2 separate regions of the Mus musculus genome follow, and region 1 is linked to region 2. The links are chromatin contacts, called in public Hi-C maps. All regions are on one chromosome and are shown on one strand. The core of a region is the stretch at or near the end of the contact, and the rest is flanking DNA. Distances in the headings are between cores, read along the strand shown.

Region 1 (5,909 bases), core at 613-3,112, 95 kb after region 2:
GAAATGAAAGTTATTGCCATGACTAGGACATGGTGGCTCAGTCCACTCTTCATAAACACTTGAGATATATATATCCCTAGAAAGCTAGCACCAAATATGTTTTAGTTTCAAAGAAGAAACCCACCGTATATTTATAATTATTAATACTTCTCATTCAAACAGCTACAGAAAAGCTTGGGTGACGATTCAGTGAAGCTATCCCAGGAAACTAACTCTGAACAAAAGACAGGAAAGGCAGAGGTTGAAAACTGTCTGCTTGACAGAGTGGCACAGCCTAGCGGGAGACACCTACAGCACCTGTTCTGAGTCTCCATTGTGTTTGCCCACTGGGGACTCAGCTGAGGGCTCCCAGCCTGTAGCCAGCCCAGAGTGGGTACTGCCTCCTTCCTGGAGCCTCGCCCAGTCTCACTTGTGACAGTTTTCTCTCTGTGATCTAAATCCTTCATTCTGATTTCGCGCTGGGATAGCATTCATTCACACACAGGTGATACACTTTGAACCTAGAGATACCCTTATCAAATCCTCACTAAATGCCCCTCCAAGTATCGCCTACTATAGTTCTGCAGTTGAATGCCTAAGCCAAAGTTTAGATACCAGAACAAATACCAAAGAGAGAGAGTAGTCACAACCATTCGGGGTTCTCTCTTAGCATTGTTTTTTAATAGTTACTCTTCTAAGCTGGGAGCCCATCACTTACTGCTAAACGCCTCAATTAATGAATCACAATAACAGTAACAATAAGGTGTTCCACTAGCATCAGGTTAGAAACAAAAGGCATAGAACCTCTAGCCCTGAAGAGCTTGTGCCTCGCCAAACATACTCCCAACTACACTGTCATTTTCTTTAGAAGGCACAACAATCTCAGAGAAAAAGGGGTGCTTTAACTCACCATCAATCTGAATGCAGAGAAATCCAAAGAGCAATAATAGTGTAAACATCAGAGGATTCATTTTGACATATGAAAAAGGATCCAGGTTGTTTAAGAAACCAATCCCAGAGAGCAGAAGTACAAAAATAAGTATCAAAAAAAGAGGTAGGTCCGAAGTTTAGACTTTCCTAGAGATTAATTAAGGTCAAGAAGAGCAAAATGGCAACATCGGAAGCTGTTGGTGAAGAGGTCTGTCACGGGACGCGTTAGGTGCCATCCGAATGAACCCAGGGGACTTCAGAGACGTTGCACTTCCACAGGCTGTCTTTCTAAATTCCCACAAATTCAGCCCAGCTGGCGGGACTATTCACGTGCGTCTAGCCCTGTCTCCTTAGACTCCATTGCAATCCAAACACAACTTCTTTCTTCGGAAGTCAAGAAGATGATGGGGGTACAAAAAAGACCTAATTCCTAGAAAGTGTTCCACAAACTTGCCAAAGCGCTGCGAAGCAACCATTGACCTGCCCACCGGGTTTTTCTCCCCTTGGTTTCCTCCGTAGCAGCACCACTTCGCGGAGTTTTGTTTTGTGTGGTTCTGTTTTCACTTAACTTCCATCCTAAGGATGTGTCAAAGCAGCACTTTGTGAGCCGGCCCTCTCCTCCGCAGCCTGGTCGCCTCCCTCGGAGTCTCTGGTTTCCAAAAGGAAGGAAAAGGGGAAGGCAGGACGGCTTGGGTGGAGAATGGGAACTCCTACGTGGTGAGGGAGCGAGGAGGAGGGCGAGGAGAAGAAGCAAGGGAAGAGGGAGGGGCTGAGCTGAGGCCGCGGCCACCCGGGAGGGGCCGCCCCGGAGAGATCTAGCGTCCAGCTGCTGCTGGCGAGCACCGCCAGATCTAGGAGCTCCGGACCTGGGAGCCCTGAGGATGCTCACGCGTGGTCCAGCCTCCGGGAGTAGTGCTGCCTCCAGCCTCTTTCGGGACAGTCACCGCTTCAGAGGCGGAGGCTGCGCTGCGACCGCCTCCTCCAGCAGCTGCTGGGGGCTGGAAGGACTTGGAGGAGGGAAGGCGAGGAAGCAGGAGAGGAGGGGAGGAAAGAGCTGCTCCCAGTATATCCCCGGGAGGGGTTGAAGGATGGAGGGGTGTACGCGGATCTCCACCTCCACCCGATCACTGTCCCGTGCAGGGGGAGACAGCCCTCCCCGGGGTCCGCGGAGCAAGGGTAACCAGGCAAGCGAATAAGTCTTGGGGGGACAGAAATAAACCAATGTGGAACCGCTGCGGGCTCGCTAGGACTGCCATCAACTCTTTCCCATTCTGGGAGCCTCCTGGGCGTCCCCCTCCCTCCCTCCTCTGGAGGGGTGAGGTGGGCTTCCAGCCTCCTGCTCTTCACGCGGCCCGTTTAATGGGCAGGTAATTTTCTCGGTGAGTGATTTCATGGAAGCCCTTCCTAATTATTCATCGCTCCGTCTGCTGGAGCTGCACAAGAGCTTTTCTAGAAAAAAAAAATGATCTTCCAGGACCCCGGGCACAGCCTCATTACCTGTTAAAATCACCACACACACACACACACACACACACACACACACACACACACACACATACACACACACACACACACACACACAGAGTTCACCTTTTACCAGAAAGAAGCTGGCCAACAGGGAGAGCAGGGGAGTGAAAGAAGTATCTATTGGAGTAGAAAGGTTTTGTGTACATACACCCTCTGTGGTTGTAAGTGAACTTGCCCACCCCCCACCGCACCACACACAAAACCAACTATGTGGATGTAGGGGAGGGGTATCTCTAATCTCGGCCAGCTTGTTTTAGCCAAGATCTATGGCTAACTACGGAATCCCCAAGAGAAAATAGGGGGAGGACTGGCATCGGGCTAATGTTGCTCAGTTGCCTCCTGACCTCTCAACACTCACGGACTATAATTCGGGACCTTGTGATAAATGAGTCCTGCAGAAGACTCTGGGAATGGAGGAGGTCGAGGATCAAAAGACTTGAGGAAGTGGTTTTCTAGAGCCTTCGCTCTTTTTAGGACCTCTAAAAGAGAATTAGGAAAAGCAGCCTCTGATTTAGGAACGCTGATAACCCAACTAGGCTAACATGAGCTGGAGCGGAATTTCTGCCCAAGCACGATAAAAGGGAATACAGTCCAAGCAAAAACTACCGAATAGATGCTATTAGGGCTGGGCACAGTTAGAGAAGGCCACTTTCAATCCGATTCCTGCCACTGTCTAAGGTGCCCTGACATGGCCGTTGTGGCCGGACCCACGTGTGATCAAAAGCTTTGCTTGGTAGCTGTTTGATGCTTGTTCAGGTGATTATAAAAGCGCCTGACAGGAACTCACGCAGGTCCCTGAGCCAAGCAAGCCTCTGCTTGGCGAGTCTTTAGTTCCCCCTACTGGAAAATATTAGGAAAGAAACGATATTTGAGGACATTTGAGGAGCCTTTTGTTTGGTCGGATGTGTTTTGGTGCCTCCATTGAACTAAGATCTCCTTTGCTTATAATTAGAAATGGAGTGTTTTTCCCTCAAAAAAAAAAAAAAAAAAAAAAAAGCCAACGACATTTAAGCAAGCACTTAGGAGAGTTCTCTTGGCATTCCAGAGGCTTGTTCATGATGGCAATAAAACTCTCGTTGCTCAAAGGACTGAACTTAAGTAAGCCACACTTCTCATGAAGCATCAAAAGTCATTTCTAGCAGTTTTGAAGTACGCTCTATCCTCATAAATAAAACAGAAAGTACCTTTTTTTTTTCCTTTTTGGCTAAAGATTGTACTTCAAAACTGCTAAATTCTTCAAGTATTGACTCCAAAATTAGCATAGCATCATATGCAAAGAAAGAAAGAAAGAAAGAAAGAAAGAAAGAAAGAAAGAAAGAAAGAAAGAAAGAAAAGAAAGTTTATGTGTTGAATGGCACCACCTGAAGACAGGAGTTCTGTGTTTGATAACACCATGAGAAAGAAAAATCCAAGAGTGTCCTGGATTAATGTCTGTTACCTCGCCAGGATGCTAGAAAATAGTTGATGATTATGTAAACCTTTGGCTTGGACATTGTATTAGGTTTTAAGTCAAGTATTGGAAAAAAAATCTGTCTTGTTCTTCTATCCAAGAAACACTTCCTCTAATCTCAAGCAAATTATATTGCTCCTGAGTTCAAAACTGTTTCCTTTCTAACAAACACAAGTTCCATAATGATATTCTGCAAGAATTAAAAATCAAATAAGCTAATGAGACTTTCAATGTTAAGGAAGATCTGGGAAAAGAGAACCGGCATATTCCACTCAGGAGTTTTCTTCTGGCTTCTAATTTAACTACTTTCCAATTACAAGAGCATTTCTAAAAAAAAAAAAAAAAAAAAAAAAAAACCTATAAAATCATTCAGGAGTCAGAACTAGTGTGTTTGGAGAATCAGAGAGAATGGATGGGAGAGGGCCCACCCAACAATTCCTCCTGTCTCCTAGGGTAGAAATTGCTGCATTTTACTTCACAGAAATGTATTCACATGTAGAGTATGAAGATCACTTCCACGGAGGAGTTTTAGTTAATGATTTTATTTAATAAGTCAGTTTTTGCCAAACACCAGTATTTTATATTCACAACTACCTTACAGAAGTCACAAAAAAAGGACAATGACTTTGTATTGATGCCTTCTTGTGTGCAATTATTTCTACTAAGAAATTAAATCTGAAGCAAAGTTATTTTGGAGTGTATATTTTATATTTTTTCTCGAACACAAATTTGGAATTGATTCATAGAAGAATGCTTTGCCAATATCTCCTTTGATAATATAATGTGCCTAAAGAAAACATGATATATCAATGCTAGTTAAAGGAAATTTTAAGGTAATAATCAAAACTTGCACATTAAATGAGCAACAGTAAGAGGTCCTTAGTCAGAAGTTTAATGTAAATGATATTAAGACCAAGAGAAGCAACAGCATTATTTTCTGCAAGATTTCAGAGAATCTGTGCTGAAGAAATCATACTTCAGTTGAATTTGATGTGCTTTAAGTGAACACCAATTATAAAGGTGGATTATTTGTTCTAGATATTGTTCCTTCCTTTGTAGGTAAACAAAAGTCTTTAAAACCTTAGCCTTGTGGTAGAAGTTGGAAAATCCATTTTAGCATATGAAGAGGAAGAAAAGAAAAGAAAGAAATAAAGAAGACAGAAGAAAGAAAGAAAGAAATACAGACAGACAGACAGACAGACAGAAAGAAAGAAAGAAAGAAAGAAAGAAAGAAAGAAGACAGAAAGAAAGAGAGACAGAAAAAAAGGAAGGAAGGATGGGAGGAAGGGAGCAAGGAAGGAAGGGAGGGAGGGAGGAGGGAGGGAGGGAGGGAGGGAGGGAGGGAGGGAGGAAGGGAGGGAGGGAGGAAGGGAGGAAGGGAGGAAGGAGGAAAGGGGGGAAGGGAGGAAGGGAGGAAGGGAGGGAGGATGGAAGGGAAAAGAGAAATTGCTTCACTTATCATTAAGGAATCAGTTTTAAAGTCAAGGGCTGTTCAGATGGATTTTTTTCTGTGTAAAATTGCTTTAGCATACAATTTTTCCATATCAAATTTAAATAAAATATATGGGTCATTACCTACAATAAGACATCAGGCAATTAAAATAATGTGTAAAAACTCCTGACCAGACAAGAATGATTTGCTTGCCCCTGCATTATTTTGTTTTATCTTGTTCCATCTTTCCCAAGAAAGATTCTGAGGCAGACAAGTATGATAAAATATTATTCTTCTGAAATAATCTGGAAATCCCCGATTGCAATTACTTCATTTTAAGATAGTCATTAATACTTATATCAATACATACTAAATCTACCTTATACAAAGCATATGCATCTCTGTATTTTGGTCCATTCCATTGATTTATTTAATGAACCTCACTTCAGCAATCTGAAATAGGAGTTGATTGAAATACAGCAATATTTTATTTAAAAATAATGGTTTTTTGCCACATATATGCCACATATTTTCAAGAAAGAAGAATTTTCTTTCCCCATAATTTTAAAAGTTGAAAAATAACTTTGCTCT
Region 2 (5,726 bases), core at 559-3,058:
AGGAAAAATACTGTGAAGGTTGTAATATCATCAATCTGTCCTCTGTTTCAGAGACCCTTACTGGTTGCTATATTCAAATTTAAAAAAAAATACAGATCTGTGAGAAGGAAATATGAGACTATGAAAACTGGATAGTTCTTCACATATATTATTTTAAGTTTACAGCAAATATGAACTAAGACGTTCTGGTAGTTTTTCTGTCTTGTTAAGTTGTGCATAAGTAGTGATCAAAAAGAAAATAATATGCAGAAATCATCACGAATCACACAGACATATCTAGTCATAACTGGGTTTTCCTCTATCTGTAATGCAAAGCATGATAGCAAAGCACACTTTATCCGCAGATAAACAGACTCTGCCATGTGGTATCAGGCACCTTTAATCTTTAGAAAGGATAAAATCAACAGAACAAAGGGGTTAACTCAGGCACAGACAGAAGCAAGGTGAGAGACAGAGGAAGCATTCACAAGAGAAACACAGTACGTTTTTAAACCCATCGCCTTAAAATTTACCAATCAGGCCATCTGCCATGTTTACTGATATTATCATAAATTCGTATTTAAATGATAATAAAATCACTTGCTGACAGGAAATTAGTCATGCAAGGACCTGCAGATGTGTGCCCTTCTGCCCAGGTCCTGGAACTCTGTGTGCAAAGTTCAAGGCTGTTTATTTGCTTAAACTTCATGGGGTCCTGAAAAAGTGACAACTTAGACCCCTTCAAGGTATGTCCACATGCAACAGATCTTTTACAACTTCTTGTTTTATTTGTTTTGTGAAGCTCTGTACTCAAAGTATTAAATTGCACAATCATATTATGGGAAATCCCCATTTTGACACGATAGAGGTAAGTTTATTCTACATGATAGGAAAACATATCAACACACGACAATGTGCTATAAATAAAAATTGCTTCTATTATTTGAAATATTAAGACTTTATGAAATATATTTAACAGTAAACTTTTGAGCCTTTTATCTTTTGAAAAAAAAATAAGATAATCTGTACATCAAAGGCAAAATGAGCCATATTTGATTTTATATGATACTCTGTAGTTTGAAAAATAACACGCAAAAGAATTATGTCACTAAACTCTGACCCTCTGAAGGCAAGTCAAGTGGGCAATGGCCTTTGAGAAGTAAAAATAACTCAGGAAGATTAAATACACCACCCAAATTCACAGGAATATCACACACCAAAAGCAGGAAGAAGTTTTAAATGTTTTTCACATATAAAGTGAAAACCATCCATGTTCAATGCCAAAAAGTAAGTAAGAGTTTATTTGGACAAATTTGAACATAATTTAGTAAAGCAAAGAGTCAGTAATTATGCTCCTCCTTAAGCTCTAATCTGATCTAACCTCATCTAATCTAATCTAAGAAGGTGTATATTCCATATATATTCCAAATAGTAACCTAAAGGGTGTGTTTACTAAACACTGGCTATATTTCACTTGTAGGAGGGGCAGAAATTCATGCTGTCTCTTCAATTTTACTATGCCATCCTTTAAAGACTTTTAAAGAATGATGATATGAAAAAAAAAGACTCTAACAATAATTAATGATCTTATTCATAATTCTCTACATAATCAAGGACACGGTTTTGATGGATATTAGAGTGAAAACGGCGGTTAGTTTTTGTATGCTATATTCCAGGTTTTCCTGCAGGCTGGTTTGTCTCTTCTAAATGCAGAAACGAACTGCTTCTGACAGAGGCACTGCCCTTCCCCACCCCCAACACCCCGTGTTCCACCCCCCTGCATCTATTTAAATTCAGACATGCATAGCTCATGTATAAGCAAACAGGTGCAGGGATCTGGCTGCCAAACCCTGAACAGGCAGGAGATACACGTGTATTGTGCGGATTGTGGCATGCTACTGATAGAAGACTACATGCCCAGACAATAGGGAAGGTCAGTACGTGGCTCTTTGATGTCTCTGGCTTCCTAAGAGGGCAGCAGGCTGGGATGTTGTAACATATAGAGGATATAATTTCTTCTTCACTGTGTATATTTAACTAGTATACGTGAAATTTTTAGCACTGCTTAGCAGAGACACTTCCATATTTATTTTAGGACTCTGTGTGCTTGCATGTGTGTTGTATGTGCATATGTGTGTACATGTATATGGAACTGTGAATGCCTGTGGAACGCAGGAACCTATATGGAGGTAAAGTGTTGAAATCCAGTGTCACCCTCAATATATCTTTGCTTTATTTTTATTATTTAATTTTTGACACAAGCTTTCTCAACACACCTGAGTTCAGTTTAGCAAACTAAATTTGCTAACGTGAGCCAGCTGGAAAAGCCCAGGTGTCTGGCTTCTGGCACTGGTGACAAATGTGAGCCACCACATCTGGCTTTATGGAGGGTTCTCAGCATCAGACTTGGGTTTTTCTGCTTGTGGTACAAGACAAGCCCTTTTCCCTACTGAGACACATTGCCAGCCTGAATTGTGACTCCTCATCACCATCTTCGCAAACCTTGTGCAAACGTGCCCTGTATGCTTCCCCGATATTCACTGAACAAACACCGATTGCTCCCATACACTACACACACACAAATACAAGTCAGACATGGGAGTTTTGGAATTACTTTAAGCAATCAGAGAAAACCAATTAGAATGGCTCCATGTTGTTTAATGTGAGAAAAGAATCAACATGTTTGTCATTACCTAAGCTGACGTGTTTATATTACATTTATTTTAATCTCCTTCCCTAATTCTCTCATTTAAGTTTTGTCTAGAAAAGAATAAAATATTACATTCTTAGAGGAAAAAGGAGTGCTCTTTTAAGATGTTGAATTAAAACAAAATATTCTTCTTGTATAAGTTCTGCTAATATTTATAGTTTTATGGTAATATAACATTTGAAAGATTTGATTATTTAAAAAAAAAACTGTCCTTCCTAATTAGGGTTTTGACTCAGAACAAACAAAGCATTGATTTACAGTTTAAACTTAAATACTACTATTTAAATTCAAATAGAAAATGATAATTATAACAAAGCTACTGACACTGCCTATCACAGTCCACACAAATCCATCTAATCCAAAGTTAGAATGAAAAGAAAAAACTCTTAGGGATGTAGCTGATCTACATTTTGTCATCATGTTCTCGACAGAAGATTATTAATAAGCTTAATTTGAGATCTGTGTGAGAAACATCTCAATTTATTCCTCACCAATTTATCATGAAATTAGTAAAAATTTGACCTTTTTACAAATTTCCCCCTAAAAGGAAGCTCTTTGTACTTCTTAATCCAAAATGATTGTTCATCATGTGTGAGCCCTGTTTCCATATATTATACTATCCCTGTCATCTGCACATCCCACTCACATCTAAGTGTCTGCATTTTATTCATTTCATTATGTCACTTGATATTTAGTTGGAATTTGTAAATAATCCTGTAGATGCACTATATCTATGCACATCAAATTTGACTATAATCTACCTACATAATATATAAAGTACTGTAAGCTGACAAGGAGGAAATCTATCCAGAAGATATATCAAATATGCAATATACTCTCAAAAAATTTTAAAGAGTCAAGATGTCCATCAGTGACTCCCAGGAGAAAAACAAACAAACAGAGAAACAAACTGTTTTGAAGTGTTAAAACAATATTTATTCAGCAGGGCTTTAGGTGGGCATGTAGGAAAAAATAGATTGTGAAAAGAATCCTTCTTTATCATCTTGGATCACATTTAATGGAAAGAAAAAAGAAGACCAAATTCATTAACAATTTCAAAAAGTCACTGTTTCAGAATTAAATATCAATGAAAGCACAAGTGGGAGGTCTTCTCAATGCAGAGGAAATGTGCTATGGTGAAGAATGTGAAAAACAAGGCTCTATAAATAAAACTGAAACTACTCACGGGTAGCACTGATTGTCCATCATTGGAGGACTTTTCATTGGAACATCATCTGAAGAACAATATCATCCAACAAGCAAAGTGTCATAGAAAAAGTAAACTTAGATTAGTGGCAAATATACCAAGTGTAATTGAACAACAGGTCATCTAGAAAGAGCAGCAGTTGGGGGACTCTTGGAAAAATGTGACTTTCACAGGAAGGCTCAGAATGGTAAACATAATAATAATATTAGGAAATCATGAATTTTAGGCAAATTCTAGAATATGACTAACAAAATAACTAGAATTAATCAGACATGTGCATCACTGGGTACGCAAGGGTAAATACACTTGTTTCCTTGGTTCTTTATGTTAAAATCTAGCCGTCATCCATTCCATAACTATTGAACAATCATAAGAGAAGAGGCAGTGTGTTGAATTTATACTAGATATACAATATCACACCAAAAATGATGTCTGACCATTTAAATGAACAAATTTTATGGCATATGAACTAAAGCACAATAAAGCTGTGATTGAAGAATGACTTGTGGAAGCGAATTATGAAATGTTTAGAAGCAACACAACCGAAGTTTGCTTTTGTTTGTGGTCTCAGATGTCTTTTTGTTGAGACAAGAAGTTCAGGAGAGACTCGGGCTTCTGCATTTCAGTTAGTGGAAACTTATCTTGAGATTTTCATTTATGTTAGCTTTAAGGACTTATATATTTACCTTTCATACAGAGCCAGTGCACATGTTCAGTGAAGGCTGAGAAAATACTTCTCACCAATAAAAACAAATCACAGCAACAGGATGCTAAGATATGCTGTTCTCAGATTATAGTTCTGTACTGACAAACGACTAGTGTGGGCAAGAGGAAAGAATGGTTAGTTGCCTTTCTTTCTCCTTATGGAAAAATTTAGAGTGTGCTCTTTAAAGGAATATACTGAATTCTGGGGTATGCACACACTCCCTGATGGTGGAGTGTGTACACATTCCCTGAACGCTTGTATGAGAAGCAAGGCAAGGGAAACTTTGACTAATCCTATGGGAAAGTCAGGGAGTGAAGTGGATGCTACCTGAGAAGTTGATTTTAGGATTATATTATCACTTATTGGTACTTCTGAGAAAAATGCAAATGTGAACTATGAATGTAGAAAGAAAAAATCTTTTCTTCCGACCCAATGTATTTATTTGCTTATAAGTATATATTCTTATATTATAAAATAAATAATTATACTAATTATACAAGTATATTTCCACTGCGTATGTGATATAGAAACATTGTGATGTTTTGAATATGAGTGACTCATGAGAAGTTGTGCTATTAGGAGGTATGGACTTTTTAGAAGAAGTGTCGCCTTGTAAAGAAATTTTCCATGGTAGAGGTAGAACTTTGAGGTCTCATATCTATGTTCAAGTCTGGCTAGTGTGATCTGGACCCCCCTCCTGGCTGGCTCCAGAAGGCAGTCTGATTCTGCTGCCTGCAAAACAAGATGTAGAACTCTTGGCTTCCTCAGAGCTTGTTCAGTGTGATGCTTCCTGCCATGAGGATAATGGACTGGACATCTGAAACTGTAAGCCAAGCCCAATTACATGTTTTCCTTTATAAGTGTTCCCATGGTCATGGTGTCCTTTTATAGCAAAGAAACCCTTACAGAAAGAAACATATTATAGAACTTCCACACATAGAAAAATATGTAATATGACTTTCTAATTGATTATTTTGAAAATTCATTTTAAAGTCTCTAGATTAGACAAATATCTGGTCAGACTCTGTATACATTTCATAACATGGTTATGTCTAATATTAATTTTATACATATTTAAAATATGAAAGAGAAACAGAAAGGGCATATTCTAAATTAAGACACTT

What was found. A called contact is a pair of places that touch in the nucleus more often than the background predicts.
Region 1: a Hi-C map of cerebellum shows a contact between it and region 2, with 2.0 times the contacts expected there. The contact joins the promoter of Robo2 here to the enhancer-like site in region 2. A contact is called at or near these places in 5 of 484 Hi-C or Micro-C datasets (cerebellar granule neurons, cerebellum, cerebral cortex and 1 more) and 1 of 9 other capture datasets (adipose tissue).

Annotation. Positions count from the first base shown.
Region 1 is chr16:74,409,963-74,415,871 of GRCm38.p6, forward strand. Robo2 (roundabout guidance receptor 2) reads right to left here and starts at 1,863. Exons shown (of 28, transcript NM_175549.5): 1 at 890-1,863. The coding sequence starts at 950.
Region 2 is chr16:74,314,538-74,320,263 of GRCm38.p6, forward strand. All of the region lies in intron 2 of Robo2 (roundabout guidance receptor 2), which reads right to left. Among named protein-coding and RNA genes, the nearest start is that of Mir691, 25 kb to the right of the region's middle. Within about 2 kb of position 1,809, at least 4 of the 459 cell types and tissues checked have an H3K27ac peak or open chromatin away from gene starts, as enhancers often do. A contact at or near this core is called in cerebellum, where this site is marked.